4 separate regions of the Mus musculus genome follow, and all the other regions are linked to region 1. A link is a contact called in public HiChIP or PLAC-seq and promoter capture Hi-C data. All regions are on one chromosome and are shown on one strand. The core of a region is the stretch at or near the end of the contact, and the rest is flanking DNA. Distances in the headings are between cores, read along the strand shown. Region 1 holds the start of Uso1 (USO1 vesicle docking factor). Region 2 holds the start of Areg (amphiregulin). Region 3 has its middle 26 kb from the start of Gm19619. Region 4 overlaps Parm1 (prostate androgen-regulated mucin-like protein 1).

Region 1 (5,602 bases), core at 2,045-4,544:
GTCCCCTTTCGGAGTCAACCAACCTTTTCACGGGTGTGTGTGCGTGTGTCATATTATCAAATATCCTGAATATCAGATATTTACAATTCATAACAGTAGCAAAATTACAGTTATGAAGTAGTATCAAAAATAATTCTATGGTTGGGGGAGAGGTCACCACAACCCAAGGAACTATAGTAAAAGGTCTCAGCATGTGGAAGGTTGAGAAGCTCTGCTCTAAGGCATAGACAATTCCTTGCCTCCAAGCTATAAAACAATCATATGCTATGATGCATATTCTTTTTTAAGATTTATTTATTATTATACATAAGTGCACTGCAGCTGTCTTCAGATGCACCAGAAGAGGGCATCAGACCTCATTACGAGTAGTTATGAGCCACCATGTGGTTGCTGGGGTTTGAACTCAGGACCTCTGGAAGAGCAGTCAGTGCTCTTAACCTCTGAGCCATCTCTCCAGCCCTCTGATGCTCATGCTTTTTGCTGAGTTTTCAAGCAGAAAAAGAGGCTTGACAAGCCCAGCCACTGAAGGAAATTGGTTTTAACAACAACAACAAAACAAAATGGATTGCAAAATAATTAATTTTAGTAGATGCTCTTGGTCAGTTTTAGTTTAGGAAATGGGAAATTACTCTCATCAACTCGGAGTTTCTGATTGTGGAAATGTTACTAAACCCACACACCATTTACGGTACCATCCCGGAATCCTTCCAAGAGTCAGTTACAACTTTCTCCTGTCTTCTCTTGCTTCCACAAGTGGTTCTTCAGCAACTACCATGTTCTTGACTTCTGCCACACGGCTTGAGAGCACAAGCAGGAAGACATTGTCCTTAACTCTTTCTAGACATCAAAGTGTTGATGGAGTAATACGTAACCCTCTTCTTAAATAAGGAGTCACTTCATGGCTGCTCCCTGCTTGGGTTCCCTCAGATCCTTCCTGGGGCATAAATAAGAGTTTATACTTTATCTGCCTCTTTTTAGACCTCAAAACTCAAGTGAGCAGAACAGAACGGAGATTGTGAGACCAGGGAATGTGGTGGGTCACCCTCATCATTTCTGCACTCAACTGGCCGTCCCTTAGTCCTTCCCTCTGCCCTTCCTTCTTTCCATCTCTCAGTCCTTCCTGCCCACAGTCCTGTCCTTCCTGCCCAGGACCCAATGTTAGGGAATAAAACAGGTCAAATGATGGACACCTCCTCGTAAGTCATGACTACTGTGTCCAACAAAGTTTAAAACAAGGTATTTCAACGAGGTTTGTCCCTTAAAACAATTTTGTAACAATGTCAAGGTCCTGTGTTCCATTACCAAACAACAGAGATGTCTCCAAGCCCCCTCAGATCGTACCAGAGCCTCATCCCTTAAGGTAGGACAGTGAGACTTGGGGAAGAGGAGAGGTCAGGCTCAGGGCAAGGTGAGAATGCTAGGTGAGGGTCTTAGCAGGCTTTCCTTGGTCACTGGTGACAATTTAATGGTTACATTTTTTAGGATGCAACAAAATGCCTCCACGGAAAATGTCTAAAGCAAAATGTCAAGCAGAGGACAATAGTGGCACACAGTATTCCTGGCAATAGTATCCCACCATGCTCTGTGTCCAGGCTTACGACCTTGGGACTATCTATCACTACGGCCTGCATGGTGTGTGTTCTGTCATTCACGGGCAGAACAGATCGTCTCTCTTAGCATACTAGTCACATGTTCATTCAACAATTTATTCACCTATCCATCAAAATCACTCCATGATTAGTAAATACACTAGCAACTGATTTACAAATGGCCGGGTCATCAGATTTGGCTTATCAAGTTTGAATTCAGTGTCGGCGGCAAAGTGACAGCGCAAAGAATCTGCATCTTGATTTCAAGGTACTCTCTCCTGAGACGCTGAAGTGGAGGCTTAAGGAACTAGCAGGAATCTGCCCCACAAAGAGGGAAAGGGCATACTAAAGCAAGAGAAACATGTTGAGTATTTGAGGGACACTGGCGCTTCAACCCTAACAGGTGTGTCTGCCAAACTAAGGAGTTTGGATGTCATTATATAAACCGGGGAACCACTGGAGGATTCTAACAAGAGGACTGACATACTTCCTCTTGGGCTCACCCAAGGGTGTACTGTGGGAAGCCAGGGCTGGATGTAGACAAACTAGTTAGGAGCCTACTGCTGTAATCTCAGTGTGGAAGAATCTGAGAAATATTCCTGCACACCATACACTCAACATTGGACAGGTGAAGGAGGAAAGCCGGAGTCTTCGGATTCCTCCTTACAGACTAGGGGATTATTTGGGTAGAGGTACTACTGAGCACGCTAGGGCACACCGTGGAAGCATACTGATTTCTTTTTAGAGGGAGTCTGGGGGAGACATAGGTCTTAATCGTCACATCTGAGACCTATGGGGAATTGAAACCAAGAGAGGCATGAGTCAGTTGGTTTACTAGACTCCCTTTCAGAGTCAAGAAATTTGCAAAACCATGTGTACCTGGCAGCCTCATTTGGAAAGAACAAGTATAGCGATTTGGAAATATGACATTCTGCTTGCTAAAACCATTGAAAACGTAGAAATTAAGAATTAATTTTAAAAAGGGGGGCATTATGCTACCAAAATGACACAATGGAACAATTTATTTCCAACCTCTTATTAGAGATAAACGAAGGGGGTTACTTCTCACACTTGAAAATGAGCGGAGAACCTGGTGTTTAGATCAAGGAATTCTTTTTAGCGGGGCTGAGGAGCAAGAACTTAGAAACGCGCCCTCGAGTGGTAGTGGAATGAGGGGTCTCTAGCACCCCCTTTACCACCAAACAAAGCCCTGGGTAGAAATGCAATTTGCGAGGATCAAAAGGCCACCTCGCTCGTACCGCTTAACCGAAAGAACCATACGAATCTTCCAGGGGACAGGACACCCTTCTCCCCCTTACCTGTCACGCCGGCCAAAGGAAAATTTCACTTTCGACTCAACAAAAATAAACCCTCAGGTTTGACAGCTTGCAGTCCGTCCCGCTCTCGGCGACAAAACACCTACCAGCCGATGCTCCTAGTCTAATCAGAGCCTCGGGAGCCGACTGGGCAGGGCTGCGACCACGTGGGTGACCGCGGCCAGCAGCAGCAAGCAGCGCAAGGAGGAGGAGGGGGCGTGCCCAAGTGGTGGGAGGCCTGCTGGTAGGCGTGGCCTGTGGGGCCGGGCAGGTGGGCGTGGCCTGCGGCCCGGGGCTCCCTCCTCTCCCCTTTTGCCTTCGCCCTTCGAGCCGCCACGTAACGCCACGTCCCCGCGCATGCGCACCGCGGCTGGTGTCCGCGGCTGTTTCCGGGCTCGGGGGGCCGGAGAGGCTGCTGAGTAGGAGGCGGCGGTGGCGGAGGCCGGGGAGTGCGGAGAGCCGGCTCGGGGGCTAGGCCCTACGGGGGGCGGGGGGCGGTCGTGTTTTCTTTGGCAGAGGGGCTGGTGAAGCCGGCGGCTGAGCGACAAGATGAATTTCCTCCGTGGGGTGATGGGGGGTCAGAGTGCCGGACCCCAGCACACTGAAGCCGAGACGGTGAGCGCAGCGTCGCCGGGCCGGGCTGGGGCCGGGCTGGGTGGGTGAGATCGGGGCGTCTACGCCGCTCCCGTCGCCTGCCTTCTTTCCTTCCCCCTGCTCGGACGCGCGAGCTCCCCACGCGGCGGTGCAGCCCGGGCCGTGGTGACAGGAGGGCTTCGGGGACCCGGCACGGCGACGGACCGCGCGGCCCCTCCCTCCTTCCCTTTAACCTGTCGGCCGGCCAGCCTCGGTGCCGGCTGAAACCCGGCTCTACGGGGCTGGAAGGAAGTTAAGACCCAGCTGTTGGCGAAGGCTTGTGGCTAAGAATAAAACGATATTCTTGGGGCACAATGCCACCTGTTCCTGCCCCATCAGCTGTAAGAATGGGCGTTTGCCTAGGGTTGGTGGTTCAGACCCTACTTTTCAGGTTCACCCAAATGTGTCATGGGGCAATACTTACTCCTCTTGCACGCTGTAGTGATCTGCGCGCTAACCACTCTAGGGACTCTTCTGCTCTATTGGTGACATGATTTGTTAATGTTTTTCTTTTTTAATTATTAAGACATGGAAAACCGGCATTTGATTTTATGTTTAGGATACACTTCCTGGGAAGTTTGCAGAGCCAATTGGAAACTGCTGTGGATGGCTTACCTGAGAAAAATGAATTTAGATATACAGAAAAAAAAAAAAACCGCGTGTGACATTTTAAAGACAAACTTTGGGTAGTTGTCATAGCTCTGTTTTGTGGATTCAGAAGGGTCATAAAATAGGACCTGCAAGATAGGATGGAGTCTTTACTAATGAAGAGAGAATTAAAGTAACTTGACCAGAATCTTGGAGCTAGAATTTACTACGGGGGAAACTAAGAAACTAAGCTTTCTGCTAAGCTTAGACTTGATTGCTGATCCCGGGTTTCAGTTGTTAGCTGGCCCTTTTGGAAATAAGATTACCCACATTAATTAAGTTAGGATTACGTTAACTAACGAATGTAGTGTACTAATGTAGTTAGTGTAGTTTACGCATGTAGTTAGTACTGAGGGAGATGGAGGAGGCCTAGGACTGAATCCAGGGCCTGATTACATGGAGGGCAAGCATTCTGCCACTGAGCCAGACTTCCCACCAGGTTACAACGGAGCTGAAGGCTGTCACATGTGTTGTTTTTGAAAATCAGATCTCCTCTTCCCCCAATACCTGGCTTCCCTTGTTCCTCCCCACATGGCAACAAGGCTGCTGTTATTGGAAAGCCAGGGACTTTAGCTCACCACAGTCACAGCCCATCTCTTTAACCTTTCTGTGTTTTGTCTGATGTTTGTCTGTCAGAGACACACAAATTAAGAGCTGGCTTTGAAATGAGACCTTGATTTGAATCCAGGCTTCCAGGCTTGGTTGACTTGGACAGATCTGGGAAGGCTAATGCTTTCTAAGTAAAAAGTGCTGGCTCCTGTGGCTGTAATGAGTCTTTAAAGTTGAGAAACATGAAAGTGCAGCCCTTAGTAGATGCTCAGGAAAGGATGGACTTGACTCTAGTAGGTTAGGCTGAGATGATCCTTCGGCCTTGTCACAGTGACCTCTGTGGAAGAGGTGATGCGTTCTTCAGCGTTAGAGGAATTTGAAGCTGAGGCTCCTGGAGCAGCGAGAGGTCAAGCCTCCTCACTCTCCGCTCAGCAAAGTGACTTGTGCAGTTGGTACTGCGGAGCTGGAGCTGGGATGCTTGGTTCAGTGTGCATGGATCAGTATCATAGTTTTACATCATGACTTTATACTGATGCCCAGTGTCACCGTGGTGAACATGTAAAGAGAGACGAGAGGGATGCCCTTTTACTTCACTGGCTCTGAGAACTGAATCAGTAGTCTGTCTTTTGAGGACCGAGGTCACTGAGTTACTGTATGATCAAAGTTAGTTCTGAGTCTGTCGGGAAGTCCAGCAGGGCTCACGGGCCACTAGTTGACATGGATTTATAGAGCCTCAGTGGAGTGCATGGTGTACTATTAGGTGCTTTAATTGTCCATATTTGATTTGGCCTACGTGCTTGACTAGCCAAGGCTTTGAGCATCTACTATATAATCATCCACGACCTAGGTTCTTTTTTTTTTTTTTTT
Region 2 (5,602 bases), core at 976-3,475, 1.0 Mb before region 1:
TAGAATAGAACGGAACAGAGCTAGGCTAGCAACAACAACAAAAATGAAACCTGTGAGACTCGGAATGTATGTAGCCCTGTAAGCAGATTGCCTGAGCTCTGTGGGCAAGACTACATCATCCTCAATTGCAGACACCTCATCTAGAAGAAGAAAAAGAGGAGGAGGAAGAGGAGGAGGAAGGGGAGGAGGAGGAGGAAGAGGAGGAGGAGGAAGAGGAAGAGGAGGAGGAAGAGAAGGAGGTGCTGGCAGCAGAAGCAGCAGCAGCAGCAGCAGCAAGGACAGAATGGACAGGGTCTTTTTCTACCCCAGAACGGATGGGGAGCATCTTTCATCCCCATTGGTGGCCGCCCTAAATCGTACCTTCTTTCTATCCAAACTTCCTGCTCAGAAGGCCTCCCAGGGCCTTTTTCCCTTCCCGCACAGGGCTGTCTGTGATACCTACAGGCCAAATTAAACTACAGCCTCCTTTCCCAGCGTACTGTGAATCAATCCCTTTTATCTGATTTAGTAGATTTACTTAATCATATGTGGCCCACACGACTGGGCTCTCAACAAACATGGTGCTGCTCACTAAATCTCCCTCTTGGTGATTTCCCACACAAAAGTAAAGCACAGTTTACACAAAGTACTCCTTCACCAAACACTGAGTAGAAGTGAGGGCACAGTTCAGGACTTTTCTGTATCTCCTCTCCAAAAGCCCATGTTTTTGTTCTAAGAGTTTAAAACCAATAGTCCTGAAAAGGCTGATTGGGGGAGCTCAGTCAGGGAGGGTCGTGGATAAGGGCAGGAAACAGCTTAGAGAAAGTGTGTCTTGTTTTCTTTAAGCCAAGAGAAATCCATTTCTTTTTTTTTTTTTTTTTAATATTTTTTATTATTACCTATTTTCCTCAATTACATTTAGAATGCTATCCCAAAAGTCCCCCATACCCTCCCCCCCCCATTTCCCTACCCACCCATTCCCATTTTTTTGGCCCTGGCGTTCCCCTGTATTGGGGCATATAAAGTTTGCGTGTCCTGAGCTACTAGAGCATGAGAGTTCGGGGAAGTAACTGCCCTCACTTCCTTTGCAGCTAAATATGCCCCCAGTGGGGTTCGGTTCCCTCTCCTCTCCTCCCCTCTCCCCTCCCCTCCCCTCCCCTCCCCTCCCCTCCCTTCCCCTCCCCTCCCCTCTCCTTTCTCTCTCCTCTCCTTTCTCTCTCTCTCTCTCTCTCTCTCTCTCTCTCTCTCTCTCTCTCTCTCTCTCTCACACACACACACACACACACACACCAGTCTTTCTGCTAGCCCAAATAGCCCCTCACATTTGCTCTGTTGCCTGGGTGGGCCTGGAAGTTCCTCTAGCCTGGGTGCTGGAGTCGCAGATGTGTCCCCATTAGGGCTCTCTCTCAGGCTGGAAATGAGGGCCTCCCTGGATTCTTCCAATTTGAACACCTAAATCATCTTGACAACTTTCCTTTTCTATGAAACTTTCTTCTGCCCAGCAACCCTCTTCTTAAAGGTCAGTTTAGCCCTCAATCTCTTTATCAGAGCTGCAAGGGGCAGATTTCAGTGACAAACTAATTTGAATCAAATCTACATAATGTGTGTTTGAGTTAATTCATTTTTTTCTGCTTTTTACATCTGTCTTTTATTGGTTTGTAAAATAGGGGAGCACACTTATCCCCAGCAACTTATTATTGGTCTCATGATACAGCTCAGGTTAACTTCTCCCTGTAACCTCTACTTCAGTCTCCCTAAGTGCCACTGTCTGGCCACGCCCAGCTAAAACCTTAAGTGTAATTCGAGTAGAAAGACCAGCAAATACTGCAGAGAGGAAGGCCGCAGGGAGGGTGTCTGATTGATAACTAGGTTATTAGGAGTCCTTTAGCGCTTCGTTTATCCTCCTCAAAGTCTTCGGGCTAACATCACTAAGCCACAGTTGCTCTGAAAGCTCCACAAACATCCTAAAATGGGACTTTGGTACTTAATGTCCCGGCCTGCTGTCCTGTTAATGTATATGCAAAGAGTTTCTTTGGGCTGTCAGCTCCTCAGCACCACTCTAACTTAAAACACAACGCGAGTGGGAAAGTTTCTCCCCGCGTAATCAGGGCTCGATCCCCACTTCCTCCCGCGTCAGCTGGGTTTTTGGAGTAGTAACCTCCCGCCTCCACCCAGGGCTGGTCCGTGACGTCACGGGCGGTGGCTCCAGCGGGTCTATAAAAGCAGCAGGTGCTCGCCGCACCCTGGATCCCGCTTCCTTCGCTCCCTTCTGACCCGCGGCCACCGCCCGGACATCTCCAGCTGAGCCTGAGGCGCTGGCCGCTCCAGCCGTCCGGAGCCCGGCGGGCTGGGCTTCCCTGCGCCGGTGCTCGCCCGCTGCTCCGTGGTTCCGCTGCTCCCGCCGCCCGGAGCCGCTGTCGTGTTGCTGCAGAGACCGAGACGCTGCCGGCCGGTGGAACCAATGAGAACTCCGCTGCTACCGCTGGCGCGCTCAGTGCTGTTGCTGCTGGTCTTAGGCTCAGGTGAGCATCCGCCACCTCTCAGGTTGTTGCCCCTTGAATGCTGCTGCCTCTTGACATTCCCCAAACGTCAGGGAGCAGATCCCCTTAGCTCATACCCCTGAAATTGCTCATGCTAGGAGGGTGAGAGAAGCAGACGAAGTCTCTAGCATGACCCAAGGTCTCTAGCATGACCCAAGGACCAGCTGATGGAAACCTAAGAGGTCATTTTAGCCCACCCTTTTCTTTGATAACTAAGGAAACTGAGGTCCAGGCAGGTGAAGTAGTTTCTACAAAAGTAGTTAATCCAGGAGGATTTGAAGGAGGGCTCTTTGCCTTCTGTCTCCATTCTTCTGTCTAGTGATTTTATTTTTCCCTCTCCAAAGCAGACTCAAAGTGTTCAGAGGTTGAAAGCATCGCTGCCAAATGCTGTCTTGATATTAAAAAAAAAAAAAAGAATTAAAATGAAATCAAGGACTGAAGCTCAGGACTCCTCCAAGGGGTTACCCGGCTCTGAACCTTTTCTCTGTGTGATAATAATAGATAAAGACGGTAAAAACCGTTGCTCTTTGCCACTATTGGCACTACCTTTTGCATCTTATGTACAGATTCAATGGCTGTAAACAAGAGTTAAAATGTATCAGTACCGGTCAAAAGATGGCAGGAAAGCTTTGGAAAAGCGCACCCAAGTTAGACCCGAAGGGTGTAGGCCACTTAGACATTGCGGGTTACGTGATTCTGGGGGCATTGCCTTGGCAGGACTTATCCAATTGTGGAAATTAATGTAGGCGATCTGGAAAAGAAAACCCAGATAAAAGAAACTCAGTAATTTGGGCAACTGAGTTTGCTTCTTGGCAGACTGGGAAGTTGCTTCTATGAGCGACTCAGTCAAACAAAACAAAACAAACAAAAAACAAATCCCAACACCCAATAGCACACATGCAGTAACTGTTTGATATGAGGAGACACACATGTCTACACAGCAATGCTCACTTACTGAGACAGAAGTATCCGACTCATCTCTTCTTATTCTCTCCGTCCCTGCAGGCCATTATGCAGCTGCTTTGGAGCTCAATGACCCCAGCTCAGGGAAAGGCGAATCGCTTTCTGGGGACCACAGTGCCGGTGGACTTGAGCTTTCTGTGGGAAGAGAGGTTTCCACCATAAGCGAAATGCCTTCTGGCAGTGAACTCTCCACAGGGGACTACGACTACTCAGAGGAGTATGATAATGAACCACAAATATCCGGCTATATTATAGATGATTCAGTCAGAGGTGAGTGGAGGGCACAAGGAAAGCGTTGTCTGTGAGATGCGGGTTTTACCTCTGCAAAGTGGCTTCAGAAGGGAGATGGCTCAGTTTTCTAAAGGCTTTGTAGGCGTGGCTATTGCGAGTCCTCAGAGCCACGTGGAGGTTGCATCCTGAAAGTCCAAGGCATTCATCAAAACCTCATGTGCATGTTTAATGTTTGCAACTCTGGTACATAGACATAACTGTGCTCATTTTACACAAGAATTGAAGCTCAGAAAGGTTGTGTGCCGCCCCCCTACCCCCTTTCCCGCCTCTGGGAACAAGCAACTGAGTCAGATTCAGAACCTCAATCTGTTTGACTCCTGGGATGATGGTCTTTTCCAATATGCGACATGACCTCCATTCTGGGAGCATAGGTCGTCATTAACCATTCCTGTGAGCCTTGTAGCTCAACATTTGTGTCCCCTCCCCCACACTACCTGACTTAAAATAACTGCATTCTAACACAAATAAGGGGTCAGAAGGAATAATGACGAACCCTAGAAATGTTAAAGATGTATGTGTGGATTTTATTTTTATCCAAACTACTGATCCCTGGTTTGGTTGTTTTTTTGTTTTGTTTTTTCTCTCCTATCAGACAGATGTTTTTTTTTTTTTTTTTAAATAACGTTTTTTGTTTTTGTTTGTTTGTTTGTTTTGTTTTGTTTTTTGAGAGATAAAAGCTCACCACTCTCATTTTACTTTGTCATTTGGAGAGAAGAGGCCATTGATAAGTCAGATCTTGGAGGCAGGGCGAGGTGATATCAGAGTTCATTAAGGTCTCTTAAGACTTCCCTAGCAGCTTCCCTGACTCCTCCTCCTCCTCCAATGGAGTCTCCCAGAGGGGAGGAGGAATGAAGGAGGGACAGAGGCAGAGACAGGGATAAACCTCCCTTGGTGAGCATTCTATGACAATACCTTGCTTCTCAATCTTTTTTTTTTTCAATTTATTTATTTATTTTTTAATATTTGTAGTAGGAAAGGGGATTAGGTTGGACCATCAAGGCGTCCGGCAGCCTGTTAAAGGTGTGTTAAGTTACTAACAGTTCTGGAGGTCAACTTCTGGAGCGAGCAAGAGGCTAGCACCTAGAAAGAACTGCGGTGACACATGTACAAAGCTGAGACAGTTGCTGGAGCTCTTTTGGAAGGCTGTTTGCTTAAAATACCCAGAGGTATCTTGTCTGTCGAAACACTTCAGCACAGTGACTATTATTTGGCTTAGACTTCTAATCTATCTGATAAAATGTAGTGATAATTCATTTAAGACAATTCCCCTAGAGGGCTTACTCTAACTTGCACTTTATAATGATCAAAAGAACTTTTCTGTCGAAACACTGCATGGCCACGTATTTAACAGTACTTCTAATTTAGCTTTTGTTAATTCTCTTAAAGTCAACTCCTAAAACATTCCTAATAGTTATCCTTTTCTTAAGACAGAGGCCCTGCCTTTGACACCCCTGTAAGCCTTCTATTAACACGTCTCTTGTGTTCTGTGCAACGGGTGCTTGCAAACCCTTTGGGACTAGTGGTGTTTTCCCTTCTTGGGGTCTCTGTTTGCTAAATGCTTTGTCATACACTTCTAGTCAAGGACCAGCACAACAAAATGCACCTTCCCTTTCCTGCCTTTAGCATGTAATTAGCCACACCTTTCGTAGTCCTAAGACTCCAGAGCTGATAAGTTGAGGTGACAGTCTGAGGCATCAGGGACAAATATTTCCACGCTATTTTAAATAGATTGAACACAACAGCGAGCCCCCCACCCCGCTGGAAGGTATTTGTCGTTGTTATTATTAATAATAATGATGACTAATAATAATAATAATAATAAATACTTT
Region 3 (5,602 bases), core at 937-3,436, 830 kb before region 1:
CAGCCACGTCAAAACCCAGGCATGGCTATGTTCTGCTATAATCCCAGCACCTAGGGAGAGGAAGGCAGGAAGAGAGATGAAGCTTTGCAGAGAGAAATAGAGAGAATCCCATACCTTACCCTGTCCTCCACACGTGTGCAGGTGTGGGCTCTTGTGTTCCCACATGCACAAACACTCTAACTCCATACACATAGAAAAGCATTTCTAAAAGTCAATTTAGTCTTTTTTCCAATGTAGTTCAATTATTCACCCTTCTGCCTTCCTTTTAGGCATATTAGCTTAGTCCTGAGTCACCACTGTCTTACAGATATACATCAGCACTTGGGATAGAGGAAAAATGATGAGAAAGCAAGTCCTGGTGGGTACAGAGAAGTTCAGAGCATGGGCTTGCCTTGAACGTTATCTTTAAATTGTTTAAAAAGAACAAGAATTAGATGCATTTCCTAAAGGTTGTATATGACACAGTAGAAAGATAAATCCCTAATCCACAACTTCAAGTCCAGCGACTAATATTATTTAAGTATGTAACATATAAAAGCATTTATTTATTTCTGCAAAGGCTAAAGTATGAGTAATTAATTAATAAGTCTAAGAGAAGTGGTGGAGGATTTCTTACATGTTAGGAACGCCCCAGGAGTACAGGGAATAAACCAATCATGGGTCCTGTTCTCATGGGACAGATGACCCAATGCCTAATAACGGCCAGGAAGAAAGATAAGACAGTATATGAAGAACAAGGGGCTGGAGAGGAATGTGTTGGCGTTTGCTAGACAAGTTGGTTTTCTCATTTGGAGTCTGAGTGTCCCCCCAAAGTCCCATGAGTTAAAGATTTGATTCCCAGGCCATGGGTGCGTTAAGAGAAAACAGTTAAAACAGGACTAGGTAGAGCTGTCCTCTGTCTCTTGCTCCAGTTGATCACCTCAGATTTTGCTGTGGCAGCTGTTTCCTGAGAAAGGAGCTTACTCGGGAAAGATAGCATCTGCTGGTCTCAGACTCACTGTGTAACTTAAGCCAGCAATCTTCCTGCCTCATCCTCTCCAGTAGCAGATGCAGGCACATGTGACCATGTCTAATTTATGCAAAATTCTGAACACATAATTTATGCAAAATTCTGAACACAAAATTCTTCTCATTTCCCTGTTGCGAGCTGGTTCTAACATCTATGCTTTGGCTTATCCCAGGAGAGCCAGCAGGGACACGAGAGAAGCTGAGAGGAGGAAGAAGGTTCCCACCTGTCTAGAGGCTCCAGACTCTAGGTCTGGTTAGAAGCTTGCTCACTGTTTTGGGAATCTGATTCTTCCAAAGCCCCAAGTCTTCCCCCTGGTGTAGGCAAAGGCTCCTGCAAGTGGACTCAGCTCTTGTCTCTGCCTCTTTGGCTTGCAGAATCTCCCATTCTTCTGAGTGACTGACTGGTAGAAGGGAGCCTGTTTCTGCCTATAGTCAGCCTCTTTCCACTCTCCAGGCATGGGCTACACAGCATCTGATTCACTCAGCCGAGGACCCCATCTCATAGATCTCTCAGTGGGCCTGACCTCCGTTTCTAGAGCAAGGTCGGAATGATAGACACTATTGTCTCCCCCAACCTCTAAGGGAAGGAAGATGAGACCTCAGAGAAAGTCCATTAGATTAGCCCTTCAAAGAATTCTGCTGGGCAATAACACATTCACACCTCACCTGCACCCTGCTCCCATCTATGACTTTAACAGTGAAACGGAATGGATCTTAATGCACCACCATTTTGCTCCCAATCTATGCCTCCAAATGGGAGGTCATCCTGGCATTCAATTGCAAATTTGGTACCAATTTGTATAGGTGCTTTGAGCATACCTGTAATTTAGCAGAAGTGGAGCATCTCCACGATGAGGAAGAGGTCTCCTCTCAGAATCTCTAGAGGCTGGATAGTCCCATCCTCCCGTTTGTCATTCATGATCTGTTTCTCTTTCCTTGATGCAGTCAGCTGCTATCAGTTTCTATCAACTGATTTACAGCCTTTAAGAAAAAAACAAAAAACAAAAGCAAAGCAACAACTAACCACAGGTGCATCCTAGAGAAAGCATCTGGGTTAAAGAATATTTCCACATTAGACAATTTACCTCCCGGTTGGTTCACCTGATGCCACTGTCCCTGTAATTAGCTGGGATCATTGCACCCTCTTGTGGTGATTTCTAAGTGCTGCAGAACAGGATCCCATGAACTTCCACAATTCACTCTTCAGATTGCTGATTCATTGTGGTTTTGAATGGCATTAACTCTTAGCTACCCTGTGATCCAAGGAATTTCAGCCAACACTTTGCCTGAAACTAATCTGAAAATCCCATGTCAATAGCAAAAATTCTAGATTTTTACTATTTCTTGCTGCTGGCAGATTAACACAATAAGTAATTCTTTCTCAAAACTAATTATCTCACCTGTTTTTAATGAAACCCTTGCTTTTAGATAATTATAAGCTAAGCTGCACCCATAGAAAATGACACAGAGATTCTGTGTGCTCTTTTCCCATAGCTGCAAAAGAAAACATTTTGCAAAGCTTCAGTACCACATTAAACCCAAGACAATGATGAAGGATGAAGATGCAGGAAGCTCATACCATTGAGACCTCATCATAGCCTCCACCTTTCCCCTCTGCATGCACCTCATAGCCTCCTGCTTCTGCCTAATTTTTTCTCACCTGGCAATCATTTATCTTCTCTACTTGTCTCTAATTTTGTTATTTCAAGAATGTTATCGTAAAATGGAACTGTGTGCAATCTTCTGAGATTGGCTTTCGTCCAAGCTGTTGTGTGTAACAGTTCATTGCTTCTCATCACTGAGTGGTGTCCCACGATGTGGGTGTACTGGCATTTATTTTACCACGTTCTTGGTGACGGACATCTGGATTGTCTCAAAGCTGTTGGAAACACTGGTGCGTAGGGTGTTAGAGGGACATATGTTTTTAAGAGGACATGTCCATGAAAGCAATTGCTGTTTGTCACAGCAGGTGCATATTTAGCTTCCAGAGCAGCTATTGACGTTGTATTACCTCTCCACTAGTATGCCTATGCTTTCTTCCTTGCCCCTGGTGCTGATAAGGAAAGGGTAGAGATGGTACTACCACCCCCTCAGCCAAAGAAGGCATGGAAAAGATCAGCCATAGTGCTATCTCAGTAGAAATCAGGAGAGCAGTGATGTTGGATGCTGATGCTGTAACGGCTGCACTTACAAAGAAGTCTAGACCTGTGACCCGGAAAAAACTACTCAAGGTGCTATAACTTCTGCCCATGGGGACAAATCAGCAGCATCACTTCTGATGCAGTGACTTAGGTTGGAAGAAAGGACATCACCATAGCACCAGCCTTGATCTTTCCAGTTGTAAAGGTTTTAGACAATGCTGTAGCCATTACAATGGGAGAACAATAAATATTGAATAGAGGTGGGGAAGTAACAAAGTAACAAAAAGTGATGTTACCGTTGCAAAGACAATAGATATAAAGGATACATATTTGCACTAAACAAATGAGGAGAGGGCATCTTAACCCTGCACTTTGTTAGCAGCAATCCAAAATGATGCAGGCACAGTGAATGTCTCAAAGCCATAGAAATAGAATTGGCATGAAAAGACAAATCTCAATTCTGTGAGTATTTATTTATATAGGGAGGCACGGACTGATGTGTGTTCTCCCATACATTCTCAGAATGTCACCAGAAGGCAGAAGCTACCCTACCGTCCACCAACACAGGAACAGATGAACTGAATGTGAGATATGGATATGGTAGAACATTACTAAATCTTTAGAAGAGAATTTGACAACCTGGACAGATCTGGGGGGCTCTGTGTTATGTGAAGCAAGGAAATCGCCAATTGGTACTTAGAATTCCACTCATGTGAACAGAGCAGTCAGCTTCACAGAGAGCAGAGTGGTGGTGGCCAGGATCTTGGGTAGGGAGCGAGGGGAATCACTGTGTAATGGACTCAGAGTACTATTTTTGCTGGATGGAAAGAGCTAGTGGAGTAGAGTGCTGGATCATAGAGAGATAAGAAGCTAGCAGCATTTAACATCATTGACCAAATGTAAATATAGTGAAAATAACAAATTTTGTATCATATGTATTTTACTACAATAAAATGAGAAAATCAGATATATTTGCATGTGGTTTTCCAAGGTTTGCAGCTTGCTCTGTTCATCTTTGTGTTCTTCCCCTTGTTAGTGCTGTGTGGATGGTCAACTGAACCTACACAATACTGTGTGAAGTCAGCACAATGACTTTCCCTTGAATTTCCTTCTTTGAGATAATTTTAAATATTCCAGTGGGGGATTATTTTTTTTTCTTGCCTCCCTATATAAATTCTAGAATGCTCTCATCAATGTGTACCAAAAAGGATCTTTCTGAGTTGTGGCAAGAATTATATTAAATCTTGACATCAATTTTGAGAAAACTGCCATATTCACTCATCATCCAAGAGGCTTCCTCCGGCAGCAGGTGGAAACAGATGCAGGGACCTATAGGCAGACATCAAGAGGAGGGTCTAGATGGGATGTCGCCATAAATCCCTCCCTTCAATTCTGCAGAAGAGGAGGTGGAAAGACTGTAAGAGCCAGAGGGGACAGACACCAGGAGAACAAGGCCCGCTGAATCAACTAAGCGAAGTGTATATGAGCTCACAGCAATGGAAGCAGAAGGCCCAGGGCCAGCATGCATCTGCACCACGTCTTCTGCATATACATTATAACTGTTAGCTTGGTGTTTGTATGGGACTCCCGTGTGTGAGGATGAGTGGGCCTCTCATACTTGTGTCTACTACTCAAATTCTTCTCCTTCACTTGGGCTGACTTACTCAACTTCCACATGAAGATCTTTGCCTTATCTTATTATATTTTACTTTTTCACATTAAAAAGAAATTTAAAAGCCTTGACATTAGTTTTGAGAAAATTGCCATCGGTGTTCTCTAGAGCCTTACAATCCATGAGGCTGCAGTTTCTTCATTTACCTGGATCTTCTCCACTTTCTGGGTCAGCATTTTATAGTGTTATGTATATAATGCCTGTGTGTTTTATTAGAGAGTTATGATCTTGGGGAGTCATAAGTGTAGCTTCACACACTACCTTGGTTGTCAGTGGGACTCTACCCTGCCCTGCTTGTCTGAGGGGGAGTGTGGCTGTTGTCTGAAAGTACTGTGTTGTTCAGCTGCCCACCTCCTGCCCCTTTGGGGAGAGCACAGGCTGCAGCTGGAGCCTGCTGCTTGGTTTTATGGTTTGGGCTGTATCACCCATACTCCTGGGCTGCCAGCTTCTCCCAGTCTCAGTCTAGGATCAAGGGGGCAAAGAAACAAACAAAGCATCAACTTAATCCATCTCTAAGACTATCCTTGGACCCCCCATTTCTGCACAGTGTGCTGTCTTCTTATCTTTCACCCTTGATATGTTGATTGTATCTAAATCAATTGTTCTCAACCTGTAGGCTGGAACCCTAAGCAACCCTTTCACAGGGGTCATCTGAGACCATCAGAAAACAAGGATATTTACATTATGATCCATAACAGTAGCAACATTAGAGTTATAAAGTAGCAATGGAATAATTTTATGGTTGGTGTCACCACAACATGAAGAACTTTAATAAAGGGTC
Region 4 (5,602 bases), core at 941-3,440, 600 kb before region 1:
AGAAAGAGGTTGAGAGGGAGATGTGCAGGGAGAAGAGAAGTCTGTAAGACTAAACAGAGAAGTATGACTGGGGCAGCCAATTCCACCTGTGTGACTTATTCAGATTTGGAAGCAATCAAATCTCTAAAATTAAATCATGAAGATTAGGACACTATTGTGAAAGAGAACACTTACTTGCTGTTTAACGAGGCTAAAGTTTTGTTTAGTTTAACCATGATAATAATTGTTGGAAAACATTGTTTTCCAACAACCTTATCATAGTTGCAGAAGAAATGCTGTTGTTCTTAAGATTTGCTTCAAAATAATATGGGAGTAGAAAAATAGGTTGTGATAATTATAAGAAGAAATGGTGGCCAATTAGTGATTGTTGAAATTATGTAAAGGTTACGGAGGGATTCATTACAGTCTTCCATTTGGTAGATGATTAAATTCTTGTTAGAAAAAGGTTTTAGACAGGATCTCCATCCTAACCCAAAGCCTATAGCCAACTGACAATCACTTGCAAAGTAAAATAAAATAAAATAAGGCATCTCACTGGGTATATAATCCACACTAACAGGCCCCATGCCCAGCAGGCGTTGGCCAAGACAAAATGAACTCAATAGTACCTTTAGAGATATGTTTTGTCTCATAGTGCTTTGTTTGGGCCTTTTTTTTTAACATTATAGATCTTTTCTTATATGCTACGGCTTTTATGTTTTTATGGGATTTCTATGTGTGTATTTCTGTGTCCGTATGTGTTTGGTTCTTTTGTTGTTGTTGTTTTGTTTGTTTTTTGGTTTTGGTTTTTTTTAGTTGCTTGTTTGTTTTCTAATAAGAGAGATAGATAGGAAGGGTACATATTTGAGTGCATGGGAAAATGGGGGATTTCTTAGAGGAATTGGTGGTGTGGGGAGAAAATAACCAGAATATCTTATGTGAAAAAAACTATTTCCAATAAAAATTAAAATTATTTTTAAAAGAGCTCATAGAAAGGAGGTTTGCCAGGCCTCCCTGTTGGATACAGAGATAAGATCCACCCTTTTAACAAGTGACTTGGGATTCTTCTAGAGAACAAGGCAGTATGGGTAATCATGTCATGAAAGGCAAAGAAGCACATACATCATCCTTGGTGAATCAGTCTCTAGAAGGGAAGACCTGCTGAGTCCCTCCAGGACTCTGCTATTGCTACTGCCTCGTGCTGCACATCTCTCTCCACTGTTTTCTACTGACCAGAATTTGCCAACTTGAAAGCTCTCAGATTTCTTTGAGTTGCTTGAGTGTCTCAACCACTACAGAACAGATGCATGTCATAGCTTCATGCCCCTCCATTCCATGAACCCATGGGGCAAATGTTCAATGCTTGTCAAGTTGCACTAAAGAAACTGCAGCTCAGAGATGTGGAGTCCAAGATCTCACAGCTGGTTGTTGGCAGAAGGTAGACTCATGTTTTCATGTAAACATTAAATTCCCTGACTTCGAGGGTGGGAGGGAAGCCCTTCCAACCTTGCCCTTTCTCCTTCAGAGTGAGGTCTCAAAGGCTTATAGTCACTTATTTAAATGATATATTAACACAGATCAACAGAAAGACATTGTCCACTGCCACTCACAGGGATATAAATGATCACAGAGCATCGGCTTTCAGGAAAAGTAACACCTATATAGAGTAAACAGCCAATACATACAATATCATAAGCATCAAACATACAATGTCAATTGTGTGAATTTAGAGTTGCTCAAAGATGGGTACCCTACGGACCTAGAAGATACACACAAGACAGAGAGGAAGCTTGGCAGAGCCCAGTGGCCTGATGACACAGGAGCAAGCAAGATTTAGAAAGGAATTATAATTGCTTTGCAAAGATGCTTGCTATGTTTGCACAGTCACACCACCAGCACATTCTTAGGGAAGAAAATTCCACTCTGTCTAGTCGCGTGAACACAGCAAGGACTGTCTCCTGAAGACTCAACGAGTAGAGCTAGTGCTAACCTTTATGGGAATTTTTCGAGAAAAAGGCAGTCCAGGCAATCCTCTGAAAAAATACATTTGTTGGGGAAAGGGAAAAAAAAACGTTTAAGTTTTGTTTCTGTATAGGTGTGTATTCTTGTTTAAACACAAGATTGCTCTTGCAAACCACAGCTTAACCTTTGAAATGTATCATAAAAACAGCCTATAAACCAGCCTGAAATTCCGGCATGCATGTGAGTCAGGAGGGGAAAGTATTAAGGCTCCTTAGCTGCACACATAGTGAGTTGGGAACCAGTCCCGGGTGCGTGAGACTCAGTCTCAAAACAATAAAACGACAAACAGACAAAAATCAGTTGATGATATTGTTTTAAAAATACACAGTCATGTACATATCTCCAAGGTAAGTATAAATGATTCCTCCAAAACTAAAAATCAAACAAACCCTCCAGAATGTAGCAGGCCAGCAAATGACAGCTTTTGATAGCAAATTTCCTTATGGAGATGGAGGAAGGTGCCAAACCTAGTGGTTGTCATGGGTGGCCCCTCTCTCCTCAGCCTCACCAGCATCTGTGGTGTAAGGGATATATCAAAGGAGCTTTCCTTTCTGGGTTTTTAATGTCACTAAAAAAGACACTTTCCTCCTTTGAACTTGGGACACCAGAGATTTGTTCTGGTGTCACCAACTAAGACTAGAGTCATTCAGAAGGAAGTAGGCCCTCCTGGGGCACTGTCGTCTATTGTCTTCATTGTCCAGCAACAGAGGTTGCAAAAATCAGTCTGGTCCCTAAACATTACTCCCTGCAAACTCCTGGGAGCTTCTTGTCCCCCTGTCCATGCCAACCTGCCAAGCTTGGTATAAATATAAACTAGCTTATTGTCTTCGTTTCCTTGGGCTGTGTAATAAATTACCACAAAAAAATTGTATGGCTTTAAACAACAGCCATTTATTCCCTCACAGGTCTGAAAACTGGAAGCTGGAATCAAGGCTTCTGCTCTCTTGGAATCTTTCTTCCCCCTTCCAGCTTCTGATAGCTCGGGGTCTTACTTGGCCTATGCTTGCTTATTTATTTATTCCTCTTGATGGCAAAAGACTGAGGCTGTGTAGATCAGATATTTCTCCATCTCAATACAGTGGGGATTAAAAAACAGTATTTTTTTAATTTTTAAAAATTTTTTTAGGTATTTTCCTCATTTACATTTCCAATGCTATCCCAAAAGTCTCCCATACCCTCCCCTCCCCCACTCCCTTACCCACCCACTCCCACTTCTTGGCACTGGCATTCCCCTGTACTGAGGCATATAAAGTTTGCACGACCAATGGACCTCTCTTTCCACTGATGGCCGACTAGGTCATCTTCTGATTCATATGCAGCTAGAGACACGAGCTCCAGGGGGTACTGGTTAGTTCATATTGTTGTTCCACCTATAGGGTTGAAGATCCCTTTAGCTCCTTGGATACTTTCTCTAGCTCCTCCATTGGGGGCCCTGTGATCCATCCAATAGCTGACTGTGAGCATCCACTTCTGTGTTTGCTAGGCCCCTGCATAGTCTCACAAGAGACAGCTATATCAGGGTCCTTTCAGCGAAATCTTGCTAGTGTATGCAATGGTGTCTGAGTTTGGAAGCTGATTATGGGATTGATACCTGGATATGGTAATCTCTAGATGGTCCATCCTTTTGTCTCAGCTCCAAACTTTGTAACTCCTTCCATGGGTGTTTTGTTCCCAATTCTAAGAAGGGACAAAATGTCCACACTTTGGTCTTCGTTCTTCTTGAGTTTCATGTGCCTTGTATCTTATATCTTGTGTATCCTAAGTTTCTGGGCTAATATCCACTTATCAGTGAGTACATATCATGTGAGTTCTTTTGTGATTGGGTTACCTCACTCAGGAAGATACCCTCCAGGTCAATCCATTTGCCTAGGAATTTCATAAATTCATTCTTTTTAATAGCTGAGTAGTACTCCATTGTGTAAATGTGCCAAATTTTCTGTATCCATTCCTCTTTTGAGGGGCATCTGGGTTCTTTCCAGCTTCTGGCTATTACAAGGAGATACCCTACCTAGTTCCTGACCATTAAATAACAGTAGCACACTATGCATTGTGTTGGACAAAAGGAAAACTAGGAAAAAGGACAAGGAAGGAAATACACATTTCTAAAATATGAGGCTCACTGGAAACAAGCAGTCTAAATTAATCAGGTTCTCAATGCCTTCCACTCCAACTCCAGATAGAATAGAGTGTACTAAACCAATAGCAGCTTTGATTGGCAGGCCAGCCTGCCACGTGTGAGAGGCTATAAGGTGGTTCTAGAACTTTCTGATGTGGACAAGGCAATAGCAATAGTGTGTGTGCTATTTTGGGTGGCCATGGGAAATTCTCAGCATCCTTTTACTTCTTCCCTAGGCTTTTAATACTGTATAGCTGAGAGAGGGGCCACAGGGGATGAAATTCGCCCCTACTTGTTCTCAGTGATGCTCACTGCCCTGTGAAAACAGGGAACCTGCACTCCGTGTGGGACAAGAAAGCATCCCTTTCTCAGCTCTGCACAGTGCAGCGTGAGATGTGGGAATATGAGAGCCATGAGAAGCCTCTCTGGAAAATGCACAAGTTGTTACACTTGAGGAGATTGGGTGTCTGTTTGTCATTGTGAAGGTTTGGTGTGTGTGTGTGTGTGGGTGTGTGTGTGTGTGTGTGTGTGTGTGAGTGTGTATGCCTGTGAAAGTATATATGTGTGCACTGTGCACATGTATGTGCCTGTGTGTGTCTGTATGTGAATGTGTAGGTATGTGGCCCTATGTGGGGGTAGGGGGGAGTTTGATATGTATGATGTAATACATTTCTTCTGTTTTCCTCCTTACTAAAATAATTAGAATTTTCTAAGGACTCTCGAGTAACATAAGATGTCTCATTAGAGAAAATTAATATTCAAATGATCCACGTATTTCCAGAGAATCTAAAATTTACTTTCCCTCCCACAGACAAGTAAAATAGTTTATACTATAAGACCCATAATCATATGTCTCTTTTCTGAGTAATAACCACAAACAGAAATATTTATTTGGTTCTGAACCTACATACTTGAGGACCTTTTTTAATTACAGCTATTCAGAATGAAAATTAGCACTTGAAAGTCCTTTCTCTGGAAAAATATAATTTTATCCATAGAAGATTTAATGACTTACGCTATTGGCTTATGTAGGTAAGAGAAGAGAGGGATCAAGTCCTGAGTCTATAAACAAATCTCTTTGATGAGAACCAGGTTCACGCAGAGATAAGAAGGTGCAAAGTAGGAGAATTGTGTCGTTATATTTCGAAAATCTCAGAGGGAGTCATGGAGTCACCAAAACAAGACAGAAAGATCCTAGTGCCTGAGCAACCAGGAGCAAAGAGGCTTAGTAGCTTTCAGTGTTTGTCGTTTTTACTTTATTTTTTTTTTTATTCTGAAACATCTAAGATGAAAGAGTTAATCTAGAGATCTTGGTTACATAAGAAGTAAGCAGGTCAGGCAGCTCGTATGTCTGCTTTGGGGCACATGTTTTGGTTGACCAAACTTTTCCATGGGAGATTGGACTGGGTGATAACTCTCAAAGAATAAAAGAAATGACAAGAAACGTGAAAGTTTGAAAGTGAGCTTTTCTACTACTGACATCTG

What was found. Promoter capture Hi-C pulls out the DNA fragments that hold promoters and counts their contacts. HiChIP or PLAC-seq counts read pairs in DNA pulled down with a chosen protein or histone mark.
Region 2: an HNF4G HiChIP or PLAC-seq map of pancreatic cancer cells shows a contact between it and region 1. The contact joins the promoter of Areg here to the promoter of Uso1 in region 1. A contact is called at or near these places in 2 of 39 promoter capture datasets (the 3T3-L1 cell line and liver) and 1 of 115 datasets of contacts at active chromatin or transcription factors (pancreatic cancer cells).
Region 3: a contact with region 1 is called in a promoter capture Hi-C map of hippocampal neurons, with 3 times the contacts expected there. The contact joins the enhancer-like site here to the promoter of Uso1 in region 1. A contact is called at or near these places in 6 of 39 promoter capture datasets (the 3T3-L1 cell line, 3T3-L1-derived adipocytes, the SN4741 cell line and 2 more), 2 of 484 Hi-C or Micro-C datasets (the STO cell line and embryonic stem cells) and 2 of 115 datasets of contacts at active chromatin or transcription factors (the NIH/3T3 cell line and bone marrow-derived macrophages).
Region 4: an HNF4G HiChIP or PLAC-seq map of pancreatic cancer cells shows a contact between it and region 1. The contact joins the enhancer-like site here to the promoter of Uso1 in region 1. A contact is called at or near these places in 2 of 39 promoter capture datasets (cranial neural crest and hippocampal neurons), 2 of 484 Hi-C or Micro-C datasets (both in embryonic stem cells), 3 of 115 datasets of contacts at active chromatin or transcription factors (astrocytes, embryonic basal ganglia and pancreatic cancer cells) and 1 of 9 other capture datasets (embryonic stem cells).

What each region holds. Positions count from the first base shown.
Region 1 is chr5:92,134,644-92,140,245 of GRCm38.p6, forward strand. It overlaps Uso1 (USO1 vesicle docking factor), which reads left to right and starts at 3,295. Exons shown (of 24, transcript NM_019490.1): 1 at 3,295-3,520. The coding sequence starts at 3,455. It also overlaps a transcript of G3bp2 not described here and the pseudogene Gm15710.
Region 2 is chr5:91,137,374-91,142,975 of GRCm38.p6, forward strand. Areg (amphiregulin) reads left to right here and starts at 2,226. Exons shown (of 6, transcript NM_009704.4): 1 at 2,226-2,501; 2 at 3,525-3,752. The coding sequence starts at 2,441.
Region 3 is chr5:91,305,930-91,311,531 of GRCm38.p6, forward strand. No RefSeq gene overlaps it. Among named protein-coding and RNA genes, the nearest start is that of Gm19619, 26 kb to the left of the region's middle. Within about 2 kb of position 2,187, at least 16 of the 459 cell types and tissues checked have an H3K27ac peak or open chromatin away from gene starts, as enhancers often do. A contact at or near this core is called in the STO cell line and hippocampal neurons, where this site is marked.
Region 4 is chr5:91,531,116-91,536,717 of GRCm38.p6, forward strand. The region is part of intron 1 of Parm1 (prostate androgen-regulated mucin-like protein 1); the gene reads left to right. Among named protein-coding and RNA genes, the nearest start is that of Parm1, 16 kb to the left of the region's middle. Within about 2 kb of position 2,191, at least 16 of the 459 cell types and tissues checked have an H3K27ac peak or open chromatin away from gene starts, as enhancers often do. A contact at or near this core is called in pancreatic cancer cells, where this site is marked.